Linked DNA regions of Mus musculus: regions 2 and 3 are each linked to region 1. A link is a contact called in public promoter capture Hi-C data. All regions are on one chromosome and are shown on one strand. Each heading gives the region's core, a stretch centred on a gene start, on an enhancer-like site or on the middle of the called end of the contact. The rest is flanking DNA. Distances are from core to core; before and after follow the strand shown.

Evidence for each region. Capture Hi-C pulls out chosen DNA fragments and counts their contacts.
Region 2: a promoter capture Hi-C map of pancreatic islet shows a contact between it and region 1. The contact joins the promoter of 2310061I04Rik here to the promoter of Psors1c2 in region 1. A contact is called at or near these places in 2 of 39 promoter capture datasets (the SN4741 cell line and cranial neural crest), 1 of 484 Hi-C or Micro-C datasets (CD4 T cells), 1 of 115 datasets of contacts at active chromatin or transcription factors (embryonic stem cells) and 1 of 9 other capture datasets (pancreatic islet).
Region 3: a contact with region 1 is called in a promoter capture Hi-C map of liver. The contact joins the promoter of Lta here to the promoter of Psors1c2 in region 1. A contact is called at or near these places in 1 of 39 promoter capture datasets (liver), 2 of 115 datasets of contacts at active chromatin or transcription factors (memory CD8 T cells and pancreatic cancer cells) and 1 of 9 other capture datasets (liver).

Annotation. Positions count from the first base shown.
Region 1 is chr17:35,531,647-35,534,905 of GRCm38.p6, forward strand. Psors1c2 (psoriasis susceptibility 1 candidate 2 (human)) reads left to right here and starts at 1,555. Exons shown (of 2, transcript NM_020576.2): 1 at 1,555-1,648; 2 at 2,253-3,001. The coding sequence starts at 1,594. The coding sequence ends at 2,605.
Region 2 is chr17:35,895,925-35,899,183 of GRCm38.p6, forward strand. 2310061I04Rik (RIKEN cDNA 2310061I04 gene) reads right to left here and starts at 1,454. Exons shown (of 6, transcript NM_001033630.1): 1 at 1,267-1,454; 2 at 1-148. The coding sequence starts at 1,338. It overlaps Atat1 (alpha tubulin acetyltransferase 1), which reads right to left. Exons shown (of 13, transcript NM_001142744.1): 11 at 2,464-2,543; 12 at 2,333-2,375; 13 at 1,671-1,991. The coding sequence ends at 1,817.
Region 3 is chr17:35,203,837-35,207,095 of GRCm38.p6, forward strand. Lta (lymphotoxin A) reads right to left here and starts at 1,515. Exons shown (of 4, transcript NM_010735.2): 1 at 1,323-1,515; 2 at 722-826; 3 at 539-638; 4 at 1-313. The coding sequence starts at 817. It overlaps Mir6974 (microRNA 6974), which reads right to left and starts at 721; the gene lies at 639-721.

The DNA of each region.
Region 1 (3,259 bases), core at 305-2,804:
TGCCACTGCTACCCAGACCAAGTTTCCTTTGTCCTCACTTTCTTTGGGTGTTGATGAATGCCTGGAGCAAGATACTAAACAGTCAACATTCAAGGAATCTCAGCAGATGCTGTCCTAGGCCAGGGCCACTGTGATGGACGGCAGGGGGTTCCTGGCAGGGGCAGGGCACAGTTCCAGACTGTGATGGACGGCAGGGGGTTCCTGGCAGGGGCAGGGCACAGTTCCAGACTGTGATGGACGGCAGGGGGTTCCTGGCAGGGGCAGGGCACAGTTCCAGAAGGGCTTTGGGATGGACTGGAGAGATGGCTAAGTGGTCCTAAGCACTGGCTGCTCTTCCGGAGGATCTAGATTAAAATCTTAACAACCACATGGAGTCGAACAACTGTTTATAACTCCAGTTCTGGTGGATTCAATGCCTTCTGACCTCCCTGTGCATCACTTGTATGTAAAACACTCACATTTTCTTTTTCTTTTCTTTTCTTTTTTTTTTTTTTTTTTTTTTTTTGGTTTTTAAGACAGGGTTTCTCTGTGTAGCCCTGGCTGTCCTGGACCTCACTCTGTAGACCAGAAAGAAAGGAAAGAAGAAAAAAAATCTGTGTGTGAGAGGAGGGAGGAAGAGTAACAATGGGTTAAAACCTTGGGAGCCTGAGGGAGATGGTCCAGGATCAAGATGGATGCTCTGGGGCCAGGGCTATCAAGTGGAAACCAAGTTTCCCTGATCAGCCATAAGTAGAATCCCAAACCGACCAGGTGGGGACAGATGTGTGGGGATTGGAGCTGTAGTCCAGACACTCTCAAGCCTTCTGAAGCAATCTCTCTTGGTGGTGGTGGTGGTGGTGGTGGGTGTGTCTTAAGGACCCTGATGCTCAGGGCCATCCTGAAGAAGGAAGATTTCTAGGGTTACAAGGGCAGGGGTGGGGGAGGGGAGCTCTTCCTGAGTCTTTGGTGTTGATGCAGTCACCTCTGCATGGGGTCAGGAACCAGGATATCCTGGCTTCCCGCGTCACCCAGGTGGCTCCCCCTGGAATTCCTTAGATGTCACTGCCTGGGAAGTTCCCAGTGACTGACTGAGGTGACATGCCAGAGAGCATGGTCCAGAGGGGAGTGGGGGGACGGAGCTCCGAGGCTGAGATGCCAGTCTAGAGGGTGCTTTCTGACCCAGGCGTCCCGCCTCTGCCTCTAATTACCAAGCTTCCCCACGCGAGGTTTGCCCCCATTTTGTGGCTTCCAATAACTATCACGGATGAAAGGTAGCCTTCCTTGTGATTATAAAGATGACAGGTGGGTCCTGATTCCTGCCGGGTGTGGATGGAGGAGGTGTGAAAACAAGGGTGGAGCCTCCTGGGGTCTGGGTCACTGATAGACCCGGCTGCCCCCGGCCCCCGGGACTGGGGGACAGAAAAGAGGGATGCTTACTGGCAGGTTCTTTGTAAACGGGTTTGACCAGTTAGGCTCTGGTAGGGATTCCTTAGGGTGCTGAGCTGGCCCCTCCCCACAGACTGGCCACCCCCTCTACCTCCTCTGCTATAAAGCCTCTTAGGTTCTCAAGCACCTAGACTCGGAGCACCCCGCCTTGGGGGCCAGTAGACAGCCATGATGCTCACCTGGAAGCTGCTAGGCCTGCTGGTCCTTTGCCTGTGTGCAGGAGGTGAGTCGTCAGAATAGGCCAGGAGCACAGCTGGGGTGATGGAGATGGTCGAAATGACCCACCCTTAGGGAGGGGACGCCCCCAGGAGGAAAGGAGTAAGAGGAACGCAGAGCAGAAGGGATTCTTGGAGTGTCCTTAGTGGGGAAGCTCAGGGGATTGCAGGCAGGGGCACCTTGATTCTGAATATGTTGCTGGGTCAGGTGGAGGGATGCGATAGAGTTGTGTGGAGTCACCAGGCCTAGGGAGTCACTGGGACTGAGGGCTGGTTATTACAGAGATGGCGCCTGAGTGACAGGTGGGGCCAAGACCACTTCCAGTGCAGACCACCCTGGGGGAGGTTCCAGTGGAGTATCCCAACCAAGGTTGAACAGAGAACCATTTGGAAGTATGATCGTGTCAGTGGTCCGGATGAGCCTAGGGCTTTCACACCGTGTGAAGATGGCCTCAGTGTTTGGGAAATGTATGGAGAGCACTTTGGGGGTCACTCTGAGATCTGTTTTGGGGCTCAGGCTGTGCTAGTCTAAGTGAGGCTCAACCTTTGGGTATGAAGCTGGGTGGGAAGTGTTCTGCGACTGTATCTCTTATTCTCCTTCCTCCTCTACAGGCATTTCAGGCAATGGCGACCCTTCTCCCGGATCTACAGACACCCACGAAGAGGAGGACTCCCCACCATTGCCTCTGGGACCCCCAATCCCTGGTGATCCCTGGCCTGGGGCGCCTCCTTTGTTTGATGAACCTCCGCCTCCAGGCTCCAACCGTCCCTGGAGAGATCTTCCTGACAGTGGTGCCTGGCCCCCAAAGCCCCCAAGCACTGATCCCCCTAAACCTCCTCTGCCTGATGACCCCTGGCCAGCAGGAACCCAGCCCCCAGAAAACCCCTGGCCTCCTGCCCCTGAGATGGACCATGAATCTCAGGAGGAGCCAGACCTTGACCCACCCCAGGAAGAGTATAGATAGGGGACCCTAGGGAACGTGAGCCTCCACAGAGCACACCAAAGCCCACCTTTTTCATTGGCTGCCCGCTTAGAATCTCAATTTTCCCTAATCCCTTAGTTCCCTTCCTCAGTCTCTGTTTGAATTGTGTTCTATGTTGGAAGTGTCTATGCTCTGCAACCCCCCCTCCCTCCACTTTGTGGTCCCTGTTCAGTCATTATGTTGTCCCTTCGCTTCTCTTGATCAGCAGAAAGCACACTCCTACCTCACTCAGCCTGTTCTTGCTTGTCTAGACCTGGACTTCTAGGCAGAGCCTGAGCTCTGTGCTCTCTGCTGCCCCCTGGTTTTCTTAGCTGGGAACTGACAGTCGATCAGGATGGTGCTTCCAATGGAAAAATAAAAGCCACGTTTTCTTCTGAATCTAGTCTGCTTTTTTTACCGTTGCTTAGGTTTTTAAATATTCAGTCGCGTTCCTCTCAGCTCTTAGCTTGCAGAGATCTAGAAATGGTGTGTGTTTTTTGTCTTGCACTTGTGCAGGGAGGAGGGCTAAGTACGTAATTTCACATCACAAGGGTATGCAGACCCATGGTCTTGCTCCTCTGGTGTTCCTGTGAAAGAGAAAGCTTGCCGCTCTCTAATGGCTGTGGCTTGTCTGCCCTAGGTGGTACATGTAAACCC
Region 2 (3,259 bases), core at 204-2,703, 360 kb after region 1:
AGAGAGGTGGTGGAGGAGCCTGGGGAAGATGGTGGGTAGGAGGATGTGAGGGTGGTAGTGACCGGTGAGGAGGAAAAGATGGAGAAGTCGGTGGAGTGGAGTGGGGCCAGAGCGGGGGGAATGGTAGAGGTCGAGGAGAGAGCTGGTCCTAGGGAAAAGAGAACAAAAAGAAAAAAATCAGACATCTAAGCATGGTGGTGTAGGGGCTACCATGGATTCCAGGCCAGCCAGGGCTACACAGACCTAGTTTTAAAAAACAAAACCAAACAAAGGAACAAGAAATCAGCTCATGCTCCTCCACCCCAGCTGGGCTGATCAGAAGCTTCAAGTCCTACCTGCAGAAGAGAGTTTACCAGAGGAAAGGGAGACATGAGGAAAGAGCGCAGGAGGACAACAGCACCAGGGCCACCGTCCCCAACTTTAGAAAGAACACCTATGATTCCATCATTATCCTGGTTTACTGCTCCATGGGAGAAATGATGCGATCTATATATAACATGTATCAGGATTCTGAAATAGAGCTGTGCAGGGCAAAGAACATCCAAGTGAAGGTGTGAATAGTTCTGAGTTGACTCTGTTGGAACCTCTGGGCACTCTGCCTGCACCTCAGTTTCCAGTAAATAGAGGAGAGGCCTATATAACAGGATGATGAATGTATAAACTTCGTCACCCATAAAGTAGTACATAAACGGAAGCTATTATCATTATATATTACATATATATTCTATATTATCATTTTCTGCACCATTAAATGACAATCGGGCCGATTGCTGAAGGGTGAACTCGGTCACTAACGCTGCTACTGCAAGGATGGCAGGTCACCCGAGGTCAAGCCTGATTCCAAGTCCCTTGGCGCCCAGGAACCCCAGGGGCAGGGGGTCCATGGGGCCTGGCCGAGCCCTCTGGGAGCCTTCCCCGTCGCCGGGGGCGTGGCCGTGCTCCCGCCGTCCCCCGGAGCCCGACCCGGTGCAGCGGCCAGCCTTTCGGGCAGGACCGTTCTGCAGGTGCACCACAGGCCCGCAGTTCCGGCCTCTCTGCCCTGCCCTTCAAGTCACCTCCAGGCACAGGTAAGAACGGCGGGGACCGGGGCCACCCGGGATAGCCGCTCCCCGGACCTCACCGGGAACGCCGGCCCTAGCGGGCCCCGCGCCCCTCACACGTGCAGCACACGGGTGGTCAGGGGCGGCGGGGGCCTCTGCGCCTGCGCGGCCCGGCGCCCCGCCCCTCGGCCGGCTCTGAGGAGGGTCTCCGCCCGCCCCTCCTCACCTGGGGTCGCGCCTGGTAGGCGCGGAGGCAGGGCCCGAGGCGCCGGGCGGCCCCCGGGCTCGGACGGTACATGGTGTTCCGGGAGTGAACGGGCGCCTCCCGCGTCCCGTCTCCGTCTCCTCGCCGGGCAGCGCGCCCCGGAGCCGGCTTCGTGAAGGGGAAAGGAGGGAGGGGGGGGCCGGGGCTAAGGGAGGAAAACGGAGAGACCGTGCGCCTGCGCACAGCGGGCCCGCAGCAGCCCAGGCGCCGCTACGCGGGAGTGCGCTTGCGCACAGCGGGCCGGGGCGCTCCCAGGGCGCCTGCGCAGCCTCTTGTCAGGCCTAGCAAAATGAGGGGAGGTAGGACTGAATATAGTTTCAGGAGAGAGACTGAGGGGCATGTGAATTTGAATAATGACAAGTCACTTTTTGTCGGTAGCTATAGTGATAACAAATAAATACTTTTATTGCTCTGGTTAAAAATAACGATACAAAGGATCTGAGGCTGACAGGCCTGTTGAATGAATGAGTGAATGAATGCATCCATACTGAGGACTAAGCTTTGGCCATGGTTACCAAGGCCTGGTGCTGCGGCGTTCCTGCAGGTTTCGAATGACCCTGGCGTTCATTATGTCCCCACCCACCGTCCAGGACTGGGGGGGTGGCGCCTGGGCCCTTGGAGCACCTGTCTGTGTAGGCTCCTCCCCAGACCCATCCAGTAACAAGACCCGATCCTCACTGGCCGACCTGGTGGGCAGGGAGATGAAGCGTGTGTTAGAGCTGCTAACGGGGAATTACGCTGAGACAATTCTTCAAGGTTGTGGGTGCAGGGTAATGTACAGACACCTGTTGGGTTTTAAGGCTGGGACAGTTACCACGGTGTCCAAACTTAAGTACTCAGAGCACGACAGAGGGGAAAAACACCAGAATTCAAGCCACAAGGAAGAAGGCTTATACGACGTTAGGTAGAAAGATGTGTGGGGGAAACTGGTATCCAGTTCACACAGACTTAGGAGGAAGCAGGAGGAGTAGTGTTAGGCAGTGTCAGAAGGTGCTGGCAGCTGTTAAGGGGGAGGTGTAGACCTCACCTATCCTCCGCTTCCTGTTCCCCCTGCTTCCGTTCTTGGTTGCCTGTGGAAATACCAGGCATCTAGGGAGACTGTAGTCGTATGTGTGTGTGACCTATTTGGTTGGAGAATAAGAAAAAGTGGCTACTTACCTGTACCCAGGAATGAGGTATTGAATCCCCCATGGCGGCTGTAGTGGCAGCTTTGGGCTACCAGCCCCCAGGGAGTCCCCCTGTAGAAGAAACGGGAGATGAAGGGGAAGAGGCTCAGGATGAAAAGGTGGCATGGAGGGGTCAGAGGAGAAAGGAGGGATAGCGTGGGAACAAAGACGATGGGCAGCTACCTCCCTAAAGGATTCTTGTCTAAGACTTCTAGCAAAGGTAGGGGAGGGCTTATTTTATACTTCAAGATTTCCTGTACCATCCTGCACTGTTGCTTTGCTCTAACTGGGATGGTGTGTGATGTGATCTAATTATGTCAAAAACACTTGGGCATGCAGGAAGGAGCTTGCTGAACCATGGTGCCTGAATGTGTGAACTCCCTTAAAATGATTCTTTTAAATATAAGAACTCGGGGCTGGCGAGATAGCTCAGCGAGCGGTTAAGAGCACCGACTGCTCTTCTGAAGGTCCTGAGTTCAAATCCCAGCAACCACATGGTGGCTCACAAACATCTGTAATGAGATCTGATGCCCTCTTCTGGTGTGTCTGAGGACAGCTACAGTGTACTTACATATAACAATAAATAAATCTTTAAAAATAAATAAATAAGCAAATAAATAAAAGAACTTTCAGGCCACAGTAGCAAGGAAGAAAGGGTAGTTTTTAGAGATGGTTGACCCTGTTGGACTATTATTATTATTATTATTATTATTATTATTGACAGGCTTTCACTCTGTAGCCTTGGCTGGACTGCAACTTGCTATGTAGGCTGGCTTCAAACTCTTACC
Region 3 (3,259 bases), core at 265-2,764, 330 kb before region 1:
AACACAGCCCCCTGGTACATTGAGCGCACCCACGGTCCTTGAAGTCCCGGATACACAGACTTCTGCGCACTGAGGAGAGGCACATGGAAGGGGTATTGGGAGGAAAAGAGCTGGACCTCGTGTGCCAGGTAGATGGGAGTGGGAATGGCCCTGGGGGAGCAGCTTTCTCCAGAGAAAACCACCTGGGAGTAGACAAAGTAGAGGCCACTGGTGGGGATCAGGAGGGAGTTGTTGCTCAAAGAGAAGCCATGTCGGAGAAAGGCACGATCCGTGCTTGCTCTCCAGAGCAGTGAGTTCTGCTTGCTGGGGTACCCTGGGAAGAGGCACAAGACATTGGGGGGCTATCAAGATCAGAGGTCCCCATCCCTGAGGGAGCAGGCACTGGACAAGTGGGATGGTTGGTAGGGAGATGGGAGTGGGGTGCCTGCCCTTAGGGGTAAGAAAAGTTGGTGTGGGGAGATGGGAAGATCGCCTGAGCCCCTGGGCAAGTAGGACAAAAGGCAGGGACTGGACCTCTCCTCTGGAGGCAGAAGTTTACCAACAAGGTGAGCAGCAGGTTTCAGGATGCCATGGGTCAAGTGCTTCTGAGGGAGTGGATGGGCTGTCCTGGCAGCGGAGAAGCGGACACCAGAGAGTCCCTGGGACAGAAGAGAGTGGAGAGGACTCTAGGACTCTGAGTTAGCTAGGCCACCCCAGCACCCCCAATCTCTTGCTGCCTCACCTGGGCCCCTAGAGGCAGGGCCAGCAGCAGCCCCAGGAGGAAGACAGGAGGGGTGCCAAGCACCCTCAAGAGGTGGAGACGGCCGAGCAGTGTCATGTGGAGAACCTGCTGAGAGAGAGAGAGAGAGTGTGTGTGTGTAGCGGAGGCGGGGCACACAGCGGAAGACAGACCTTACCTCCCAGCTGAGACAGCCACCCTGAGAGACAGGGCGACAGACAGAAAAGGGGACAGGCAGGGGAACCCTGAAGTGAGCAGGGATAAGGAGAGACAGAGGGGAAGAGGAAAGCTCCACCATAGAATCAGACAATGGCTAACAGAGGCAGAGAGAGAGAAAGAGAGAGAGAGAGAGAGAGAGAGAGGGAGAGAGAGAGAGAGAGAGAGAGAGAGAGAGAGAGAGAGAGAGAGAGAGAGAGAGAGAGACTGATAAGGCCGCCACAGGAACAGACCAAAAATCAAAGCCACGACAGGAGGACCAGACCCATTAAGGCTGGGGATCCAGGCAGGTTGTATAGAAAAGGCTGTGGCTCAAGAAAGGAGGTAGGATCCTGAGGGATGCCTGATACCAGGGTAAGCCCAAGGAGACAGGGTAGGAGAGGCTCACCTGCTGTGCGGGGTCCTGGGCGCTGGCGCTCGGGTCCCTTTATAGAGGAAGCGGCAGTGTGGCAGGCAGCGGGCGGGTTCTAGGTCGGGGCTGGGGCTTGGGGAAGCCCCCAGGGCTTAGAAGATGCTGCTGTTTCAGTCGAAGGCAGGAAAGGCTGGGGCCTAGGAGAGAACCGCAGGCTAAGGGCTTAGACTACTGCGTTCTGGGAAAGGGAGTCGGGTCCGGGGAACTGTGGGCCGCAGGGACTAGCAGGGAGCTGGGTCAGGCCCAGGAGTTCCAGTGAACGGCCGAGCAATTCGTGGAGAGGGTGCAGCTGGGCTGTGACTGGAAGCCTGGTTCCCTGAAGAGTGATGGTTTATATCACTTCTGCACCCTTGACTGCTCACAGGCTTCTCTGCACATTTCCCTCTCTGTCGATCATGGTCATGTCTGGAGGGCTCCGAAGCCACATGTGGTTAGCGGCACCTTTGTTTTTTCAGGTTCGAACCCAGGGCTCTGGATGCTTGACATGCCTGCCGCCCCTTCAGGCCTATTTCCTCTCTTGTCTTTGGGGGTTCAAGTCACAGTTATTCCAATATATCTGTATTTTCTGGTCATCTGCCAGTTTTTTTTTTTTTTTTTTTTTTTTTTTGCTTTTTTCGAGACAGGGTTTCTCTGTGTAGCCCTGGCTGTCCTGAAACTCACTCTGTAGACCAGGCTGGCCTAGAACTCAGAAATCCGCCTGCCTCTGCCTCCCAAGTGCTGGGATTAAAGGTGTGTGCCACCACTGCCCAGCTTTTTTTTTTTTTTCTGCCAGTTTCATCTGCCAGTTTCATGTCAAGAAGTTCCATTACAGTGCCCTCTCCCCAAATCTGGGGCATCCTGGTGTGTAACAATCTTAACTGTGTCCCCTTACTCTCTGGAGCGGCAGTTCTCAACCTGTGGGCAAGGTCCCTTTGGCAAACCTCTATTTAAAACAAATATTTACATTATGATTCATAATAGCAGCGAAATTACAGTTATGAAATAGCAACGAAAATAATTGTATGGTTGGGGTCACCACAACATGAGGAACTGTATTAAAGGGTCATGGAGTTAGGAAGGTTGAGAACCCTGTCCTAGAATGTTCCAGGTCTGGAAGATGATTTGGGGGTATTCTCTTAGAACCCCAAGATCATGTAACCCCAAATGTACACCCCAGGCTTCCAATGCTCTGTACAGAGGGAGCTTCAGAATTCTACACAGGTGAAGGCAGTTTTTTGTTTGTTTGTTTGTTTGTTTTTCGAGACAGGGTTTCTCTGTATAGCCCTGGCTGTCCTGGAACTCACTTTGTAGACCAGGCTGGCCCCAAACTCAGAAATCCGTCTGCCTCTGCCTCCCAAGTGCTGGGATTAAAGGTGTGTGCTACCACTGCCCAACAAAGGACATCTGAGCAGTGCTTCTCTATTGGAAGGCCTGGGACACAGCTCAGGTAGCTGCTTGCAGGCATGTGTGAGCCCCTGAGTCCATCCCCACATTCCCAGCAGTCACATTGATGATTTCTGTCTTAAGACAAAATTTTAAAATATTGTTTTGAGGATTGGAGAAATGGCTTAGGGTTCTGAGCACTAGATGTTCTTCCAGAGGACCAGTGTTAATTCCCAGCATCTGCATGTTGGCTTATTACATCTGTCCTTGCAGTTTGTGGGGATGTGACATCCTCTTCTGGCCTTTGCAGGCACTATACTCAAATGGTGCTGAGACATACATGCAGGCAAAAATCCTATACACACAGCAGAACATTTAAAAACATATCTATTTATGTGAGTACATACAAGTGCCACAGGCCACATGTGGAGGTCAGAGTACAGCTCTTTTTTTTCTTAATATATAATTCATTTTTATTTCATGTAAATTGGTGTTTTGCCTGCTTGTATGCCTGTATGAGGATGTCAGCTCTCCTGGAACAGGAGTTATAG